Regions from separate parts of the Mus musculus genome. Here region 2 is linked to region 1. A link is a contact called in public promoter capture Hi-C data. All regions are on one chromosome and are shown on one strand. Each heading gives the region's core, a stretch centred on a gene start, on an enhancer-like site or on the middle of the called end of the contact. The rest is flanking DNA. Distances are from core to core; before and after follow the strand shown.

What was found. Capture Hi-C pulls out chosen DNA fragments and counts their contacts.
Region 2: a promoter capture Hi-C map of liver shows a contact between it and region 1. The contact joins two enhancer-like sites. A contact is called at or near these places in 1 of 115 datasets of contacts at active chromatin or transcription factors (pancreatic cancer cells) and 1 of 9 other capture datasets (liver).

Annotation. Positions count from the first base shown.
Region 1 is chr6:86,763,900-86,767,896 of GRCm38.p6, reverse strand. Anxa4 (annexin A4) reads left to right here. Exons shown (of 13, transcript NM_013471.2): 2 at 2,090-2,135. The coding sequence starts at 2,133. Among named protein-coding and RNA genes, the nearest start is that of Anxa4, 28 kb to the left of the region's middle. Within about 2 kb of position 1,951, at least 43 of the 459 cell types and tissues checked have an H3K27ac peak or open chromatin away from gene starts, as enhancers often do. A contact at or near this core is called in liver and pancreatic cancer cells, where this site is marked.
Region 2 is chr6:87,275,116-87,279,112 of GRCm38.p6, reverse strand. All of the region lies in intron 8 of Antxr1 (anthrax toxin receptor 1), which reads left to right. Among named protein-coding and RNA genes, the nearest start is that of Gm34170, 5.7 kb to the left of the region's middle. Within about 2 kb of position 2,057, at least 107 of the 459 cell types and tissues checked have an H3K27ac peak or open chromatin away from gene starts, as enhancers often do. A contact at or near this core is called in liver and pancreatic cancer cells, where this site is marked.

The sequences.
Region 1 (3,997 bases), core at 702-3,201:
ATCTCTGTTAAAGACAAAATAGCAATAGTCCAAGCTCTATGGAACCTGAGAGGCTTTGCTTATGATCCTGGAGCCAGCCCAGAGCACAGACCAAAGGCGACCAGATGCCCACTCTGCAGCACCAGGTTCCTTAAAACCAGAAGAAAGTAAAGCAGGGGATGACAGGAAAGGGAAGTGGGATACAAGAGACAACCTGGCTGGTCACAGCTCTCATCTGTCTTATCAGAAGATGGGTAGAACAGCTGCTGCTTGTGATTGGCTGAGAGTCAGCAGCTTGTTACAAGAGTAGGGTTGGTCACACTTCACTATGGAGAACGGTACCTTGAAGCCAAGTGTGAGATGTTAGACAGACTTGTTCTCATTGAAATTTGAATTTCACACAATTGTTGCATACCAGGATTATGTCATCTTCCTCCTCTTCCCTCTCCCGCTCTCCCCCCTTCTTCTCCTTCTCTTCCTCCTCCTTCTCTACTTTGGCAATTGTTTGAAAACCACTACAGAGGCATAGGCAGAGGCAGAGGCAGAATCAGACCTTCCATCTCACGAGTTTGCTGATCTCTGCTCTGTATTATTTTCCCTGTTGTATTGTTATCTTACCAACATCTGAAACCATCTTTATTTCCTGTCTATCCTGGTTGCCCATAAGCTCACTGAAGGAATGTGTAGTGGAATAACTTAAGTCATAGGTCCACCAGCCCTAGTTAATAAAATATTACTTTCATCTTCATTTCATTTGTGTGTGTGTGTGTGTGTGTGTGTGTGTGTGTGTGTGTGTGTACCATCAGTGTGTGGGTGCCTTGCAGGCCAGAGAAGAGTATCAATTCTGTAACTGGAGTTACAGATGGTTATGAGCCACCCAACATGGGTGCTGAGAGCTGAACTTGGGTCCTCTGCAAAAGCAGGAGACACTTGTAACCACCGAGCTATCTCTCCAGAGCCTTGCTTTAGTGAGACAGGGATAATGTTTAGTTTTGTTGAGAGAAGCTGTTATTTGAATTTTTTTTTAATGATTGGATCCTAGGCAACCCAGGCTGGTCTTGAGCTCACAATTCTCCTGCCTCAGCCTTCTGAGATTACAAGCATGTTCCACCCAGCTGATTCTGCATTTGTAACAAGTTCCCAAATATTCTAACCACTGGTTCTAGGATGACTCTGAATGTTGAGATGCCATGTCCAGATCAGATATTTGCACTCAAGCTTTTCTGATGAAGGAGGCAATGGAAACCGAGGACATGTGTGAATTTGTGAGGGATCAATAATGGGAAGTTCCTCCACTCCTGTCACGTTGCAGGGACAAAAGAGCATCTGAGGAATGAATACTGTCCAATGCTGGGTGGGCTGTCAAGACACACACAGTACTATTGCAATTTATCGTACATTTTATATGTTATCCTAGCTGATGGGGCTTAACAATTGTTAAAAAATATTCCATAATAAGGTATAAAACAATGTATAAAATGTACTTTAAACAATGTATAAAAGCACACTCACTTTTAAATAAACACTTCATGGAGCTTTTGGTTTCTGGCTTAAAAAAAAAAAAAGACACACACAGACAGATATCTGCACATATGTATGCAGACCTACATGCAGACACATGCATGTACACAGATGCAGGTACACAATGCACACCGGTATGGATACACACACAGGTGTATGCACACATCAATGCACACATCCATACACACATTGGCACATGTGCACGAATCTGGGGCCACCTTAAGTACCCTAGTTTTCTGATTCGGGTGGCTCATCTCTTCTTGCCCTGTTCTGACCTGCAGTAGTGTTTAACTCAGAACCTCTGTGTCCTGAGAGTCAGGAATACTTCAACCCAACAAGGCAACAGAACAGCTATAGTGTGTGTCTCCAAACAGAAGCAACCAGGAAGCACATAGTTGGCATAATAAACTCAACCGCTCAAATCCTTTAATGATTAACCTGGTCCTGGAGCTCTGGCTCCTCCACAGGTGACCTTTTGATGAAATCAAGTGTGCTTCCTCTTGACCCATGGCACACACGGCACCCTGACTAACGATGAATACCCCATCCCCGGTCACAGTAATTTCTCTTCTGCTTTTTTTCCCCACAGGAACTTCTGCAGGTGTGACTGAACTCTGAACGTGAGCTACAGCATGGTGAGTGCCTCGCCCCACCTGGTGCCAGTCACAGGCAGGCACAGGATGTGTACTTAGGTGGCTTAAACAAAACTCTGTTTGCTCAGTAGTGGGCAGGAGGACATGATAAGGCAGCCTTTGTGTATTGTATATCTGTCTGTCTGTTTCTATCTCTTTCTCTGTACTCCACTTTCTCTGACAGGATCTCTACAAAGCCCTGTCTGTCCTGGAACTCACTATGTAGATAAACTATGCTCATTTCAAACTCACAGAGCTCTGCCTGCATCTGCCTCCCAAGTTCTAGGATTAAAGGCTTGCACCACCTAACCTGGCTTTTCCTTTTTTTTTTTTTTTAAGTAATGGTTTTCTCTCTGCAAAGCATAACTTTCCATTGTAGAACATTTAGGCAAACTCCTTGGGACAGCCCTCACATCTTCTGCTCACTGATGGATGTTTTCTTTTTATTTTGTGGCAGGGAACACATGCCATTTGTGTGGAGGTTAGATGACAATGTTGTGGAATTAGTTCTCTTTTGTCTTCACATGAGTCCCAGAGATCAAACCCTGGTCATCATGCTTAGATGGCAAGAACCCTAGAACTCACTGAGCCATCTTGAGCCATCCCTAAGGAGGTCCCCACTTGCCATCTGCCTCATTTACAGCTGTGGTTGGGTTTTCTTGAACTTTGTGGTCTTAGTGATCTCTTTGACTCAGCTTGGATCCCTTTGAGAGTTCTGGGAAGTTCAGCCCTAAGGTAGATGCTCCTCTGGGCTGCCTTAGACTGGTCCATCTGCTCTCCGGGCTCAGAGGTTCTGAGTCCGAATGTGGACCCTGACCTCTGCCTCTGAGCACTGCTCGTCAGGACATCTGTGTGGCTGCACCTGCCTGCTCTTCACTGTCCAGCACTACTTGTCGCCTTATACGCTGACCCTTCTCATCTCCCCATCTTCCCTGTTACTGTAACGGCAATAATGTTTCCTCAGTTGTAGCCTGGCCTACTCCTTCTGTTCACTGGTTCCTTTCGGTGTGATTGTCTTAGTTAGGGTTGCTATTGCTGTGATACCACACCGTGACTAAAGCAACTTGGGGAGGAAAGGGTTTATTTCACACACTGTTCTGTAGAACCGGTCATCATCAAAAGCAATGAGTGCAGGAACTCACACAGGGCAGGAACCTGGAGGCAGGAGCTGATGCAGAGGCCATGGAGGAGTGCTGCTTACTGGCTTGCTCCTCATGGTTTGCAAAGCTTGCTATTTTATAGAACCCAGAACCACAGCCCAGGGATGGCATCATTCACAATGGGCTGGGCCCTCCTCCATCAAGAATTAATTAAGAACATGCCTTGAAGCCTGATCTTATGGAGGCATTTCTTCAATTGAGGCTCCCTCCTCTCTGATGACTCTAGCTTGTATCAGGTTGATATAAAAATAGCCAGCACAGTGATGTTTGCTTTGCTGCCACAAGTTTTCCTGGTATGAATGGGCACTTCCCCTCCCCATCATCCTTGAAAAGATAATTGTGCATTGTGCCCTAGAATTTAATCAATACAGACACTCATAAGACTCACAAGGGGAGGGCTGGAGAGATGGCTCAGTGGTTAAGAGCACGGACTGCTCTTCCAAAGGTTCTGAGCTCAAATCCCTGCAACCACATGGTGGCTCACAACCATCCATAATGAGATCTGACACTCTCTTCTGGTACATCTGAAGACAGCTACAGTGTACTTAGATATAATAATAAATAAATCTTTTTTTTTTAAAAAAAGTACTTCATCTAAAAAAAAAAAAAAGAAAAAAAAAAAAAGACTCACAAGGGGAAAAGAAACTCCAACTTTTCCCCCAGAACAAGAAAAAGTTGTGTAGGATGTTGCTAGGTAAATGGACC
Region 2 (3,997 bases), core at 808-3,307, 510 kb before region 1:
ATGCCCGTTTTGACCATTTCAACATCCCTTAAGCCTCCCAGTACTTAAAAGAAGTACTTACCTGCCAGAGTTACAAAGACTGTTGTGTTCTTCTGAGGACAAAGAGGCCAGAAAGCGAGCAGTTGGAGCAAACTTTCTTTAACAAATGTCCCTTTGGCCTATTCAATATTACTCCACTTTAAAACCCCATCACCGCCACATAGTATATATTTTGTTGCCATTCGCTGGTGAGGAAGCCGATGCCCAGAGTGCTAGGAGAGGGGAGCCCACAGTTCTTCCTCTCTGTGTGTTTTTGAGGAAATAAAAATAAAAGCCACTCTGTGCAGTCACTGGGCTGAGCATGCCATCAAACCCTCACCAGAACCATTCGATAAATTAGACGTTGTGTGGTTGGAAAGGTTTGGAAAACTGGCCAGGACCATACAGGGCAGCAAGTGAGATTCAGGCGATGCTGTCGTGTCTGCTCAGGAGACTGATCCCAGAGCTCTGCTGAGCAGTGTAAGCCTGAAACAGAGGGAGACTCTGAGGTCCAAATTCAGAAGTCTCTACGCAGTTCACATGGTTACAGCAAAGGCGACAGAATCCAATGCTTGGATCCAATGCTTGGTGCACTGGCTGGGTGGGGAGTCCTTTGCCTCTTACCACTCGGTCAGAAGCGTTTCCACAGGATAGCTGGTGTTCAGTGGCTCATGACAAGGGGACAATTTGTCAATTAGACTCAGACTTCATGGTCCTTTGGGCAGACATTCCTCCTAAGCTATTATTTCTTCCATCCGAGTTTTAGCCAGCCAAGGCTCTGTGCCAAGGTCAGGCATAGTCGGATAGTGTGGCTGAAGATGTAAGTAAGCTATTGCTTCTTTTCCATGTGTTTAAAAGTCTCAAGATGATAAAACAACCCTCACATCCTGAATGGCAGAGGAGGCCAGGCAGGCAGAAAAGAAAGCCTCACTCACACCTAGGCCGGGCTCGCCCACCCTCTCAGGACCCTTGCAGCATCCCCACCTGTTACTGCAGAATATGGGAAAACATTTTAAAGAAAGTGCCCACTCTTATGCCTTCTCTCGTTGTGGTTCATTGGGAATTTCCTCTGACCACCGCTAGAATTTACCACCAACTCTCCAGTGAAACCTCCACACAATGATCCCACCATGCTCCTGGGCCTGCTTTGCCTTTTGCAAAGTGCTCGGGGCAGTGGGGCCAGAAAACCCATGAAAGCTAAAGCCAGAGAACTGAAATAGGTTGGCAGCTTTGATTCTTGACCCTTGTCCCCAGCTGTCCCTACTTACTGCAGTTGAGGGCAGTGTCTGGAAGCCGAAGCAGGTTATGGGAAGGGGAGGCCAGCTATTGGCTCCCTGCCATCTGCTCCACAAAGGGTTCGCCTTCTCCAGTAGATGCTTAAGAGGAGGCCTGGCTTCCTGTTAATTGGAGCATGAGTCAGCACACACAGCCTCTGTGTGTTTGATCAACAAGACATGAGTGTTGAGCAAACACTGGCAGGACCTCTTTTAGGAAATCTGTAGGATCAGCAAACTGGGGACCTATCTGCCCCACGAATACATTTGAATTGATTTTTTTTCCTGTGTTGGTTTCTCCCTTCTGTTTGTAAGAAGGCAGAAGAGGTGTAACTCCCAAATCTAGCCTGGACCCTAGCACACTCAGACAAAGAGCAGTGTCTGACTTCCAGGCTTGACTCTTACCCACTCTTGCAAGCCTCCATATGGGAACTGCTGAAGGTTTCTCTCAGTCAGAGCCCACCTCACAGCCCCGCTTTAACGGAGCCAAAACCTCCTTCCAGCATGCGAGTGAGCGAGCGTCTCGGCAACAGTAGCCCTTTCCTTAAGCCAGCTCATTGCTCATCTTCAGAATGGCTTCCCTTCTGGGGCCCCATCCAGCTCCTACCGCCCCTTGTAGCATGAGCTCTCCCCTCCCAGAACTCCAGTGGCAGCCATTCTGGGAACCTCTCTTGGATGTCTTCCTTACCATAGCCAGCTCTCTCCCTCCACAGATGCTAAGTTGTGCAACCCCAGAGGCTGCCCATCTGTCCTGTTTCTGGCACCGTGTCTTACATATTTACCCATTACAAAGCTGCCCAGTTGACTGTGCAGCATTCATGACCCATGGAAGACCCACACTGAACAACAGATGGGCATTTTGTGGCTGAGCAGAGAGTATTCTCGATCCCCTACCCTCTCTTCCAATCTTGCAGCTATAAAAGACAAGAGATGACATTCTCAGCTCTGTTCATACTGGCAGGCTGGAAGACTAAATAAAAATAGAATCAAACTGTAGTTACTGGAGTAGAGCAGAGAGTCTTCTCTAAGAGATCACTTGCCTCTGCCATCATTAATGACACTGAGGCTTTGCGGACTTTGGGACCAGGCATCTCTCCTGGTATTGTTCTCATTCTGCTTTCAAAAGCCCCAGGTCATACAGATGTCCAAAGCCGCAGAGGCTGCAGGAGCTGCCTCAGCAAGTCACAGCTCCCATCCTGGCCTCCACAGCTCTCTCCTCTCTCTAGGAAAGAGCAGCCACGATTTCATAGGAAAATGCTTTCTGAGAAGTAAGCTTGTTGTACTAGTGGGGTGCTTCAATGGGGGGAGGGGGCAGTCGAACAGGTTCTGCCTGCTGAGCACACTGGGATCCAGTGGCCACAGCCATCTGAGCTCCCCCGCTGAAAACATGGTGGGAACATGATTCAGTGGGAAAGCAGAGTGTCCTTGTTACAAAGAATGACATCCAGGCTGGAGATATGGCTCCAAACTTCCACATGTCTTAAGCTTATGCTTGCTTATTTGGTAGATTGTATCAGAGCACATAAAATCACTGAGTCCCAGGAAGATGCATGTAAAATATTCAGGTCTGACATGGACCGTGGCCCTTTTCTGCTGCTGACAGATGTGCGATCATTGGTCTATAGTGTGCAGTAGAATTTAATTAGGAAGGGTGTCTGGCTTTGTTGATATTTAGTTTAAAAATTACAGACTAAATCATTGGAGCTCATAAGATGTTCTAGGAAACATTAATGAGCCAGTTTCATGGCCCAGGTTAGTTGGCCTTGTAGTTAGAAGGTCCAGGGATTATACAAATATGGAAAAGAGAGCCCATGAATAGGTGGCTGGATTAAGGGCACACAGAAAGTATTCCTTGGATCCTTTCTTTTTTAAAATCTAACAAATGTTTAGTGCCTACTATGTGCCAGGTTAGTCTTTGAGAATACAAAAGAGGGTAAGAATAGAGCCAGTCTTTACCCATGAAATCTTTATAACCTGAAAGTAACAGCCTATTAAAAACAAGTGTACTTTCCTAGTGTGCCCATGACGGATGGATAGCAGCCGATCTGAGTTGTGGGTAGGCACAGGTTTCTTCCCTGCTCTGGTCACCTGGACTCAGTGGCAGGGATTACTCTACATCTAGAGAGCAGCAGGGGAGACAAAGTGAAAGAAAATTGGCAGGTTTCTGTTTTGGAGAAAGACTCAGACAGCCAATGGGCAGCTGTCCTCCTCTGGATCCACCCGCTTCAAGCCCCAGGTGACTCAAAATCAGATTGTTCCCTTACAACAAATAAGATGTCAAAGAACATGCTCTGGGGGACTTCCTGGGAGTGTGCGAACACAGAAGCCTCTGTGCTGTGCTGGGATGGAAGGGACTGGCCTGTTCTCAGCGTACAAAGCACTTCGACAGAAATAAGTATGGGTTGACGGTTTATTGGTGAAAGAACAATTTAAAAAGAACAAAAACAATTTTGCTAGGAAGGGTTAACGACTGCAAATAGAGTTTTGTTTTTAAAGATTCTTGAGAAGTCTCTACATAAACTGAGAAGTTTACAATAAAATGGCATTTGATTTTTTTTTTTTTTAGAATTAAAAACACTTCGTGTGTAGCCTGGCAGATTCCCAGTGGGTTCCAGCGCGGGTGTAGGAAGTCAACTCTTGGAACTGTGAAGCCGTTTTTTTTCACCCGCCATTTCTCCTGCTTCCTCAGTAATCCAAGGTTCTCC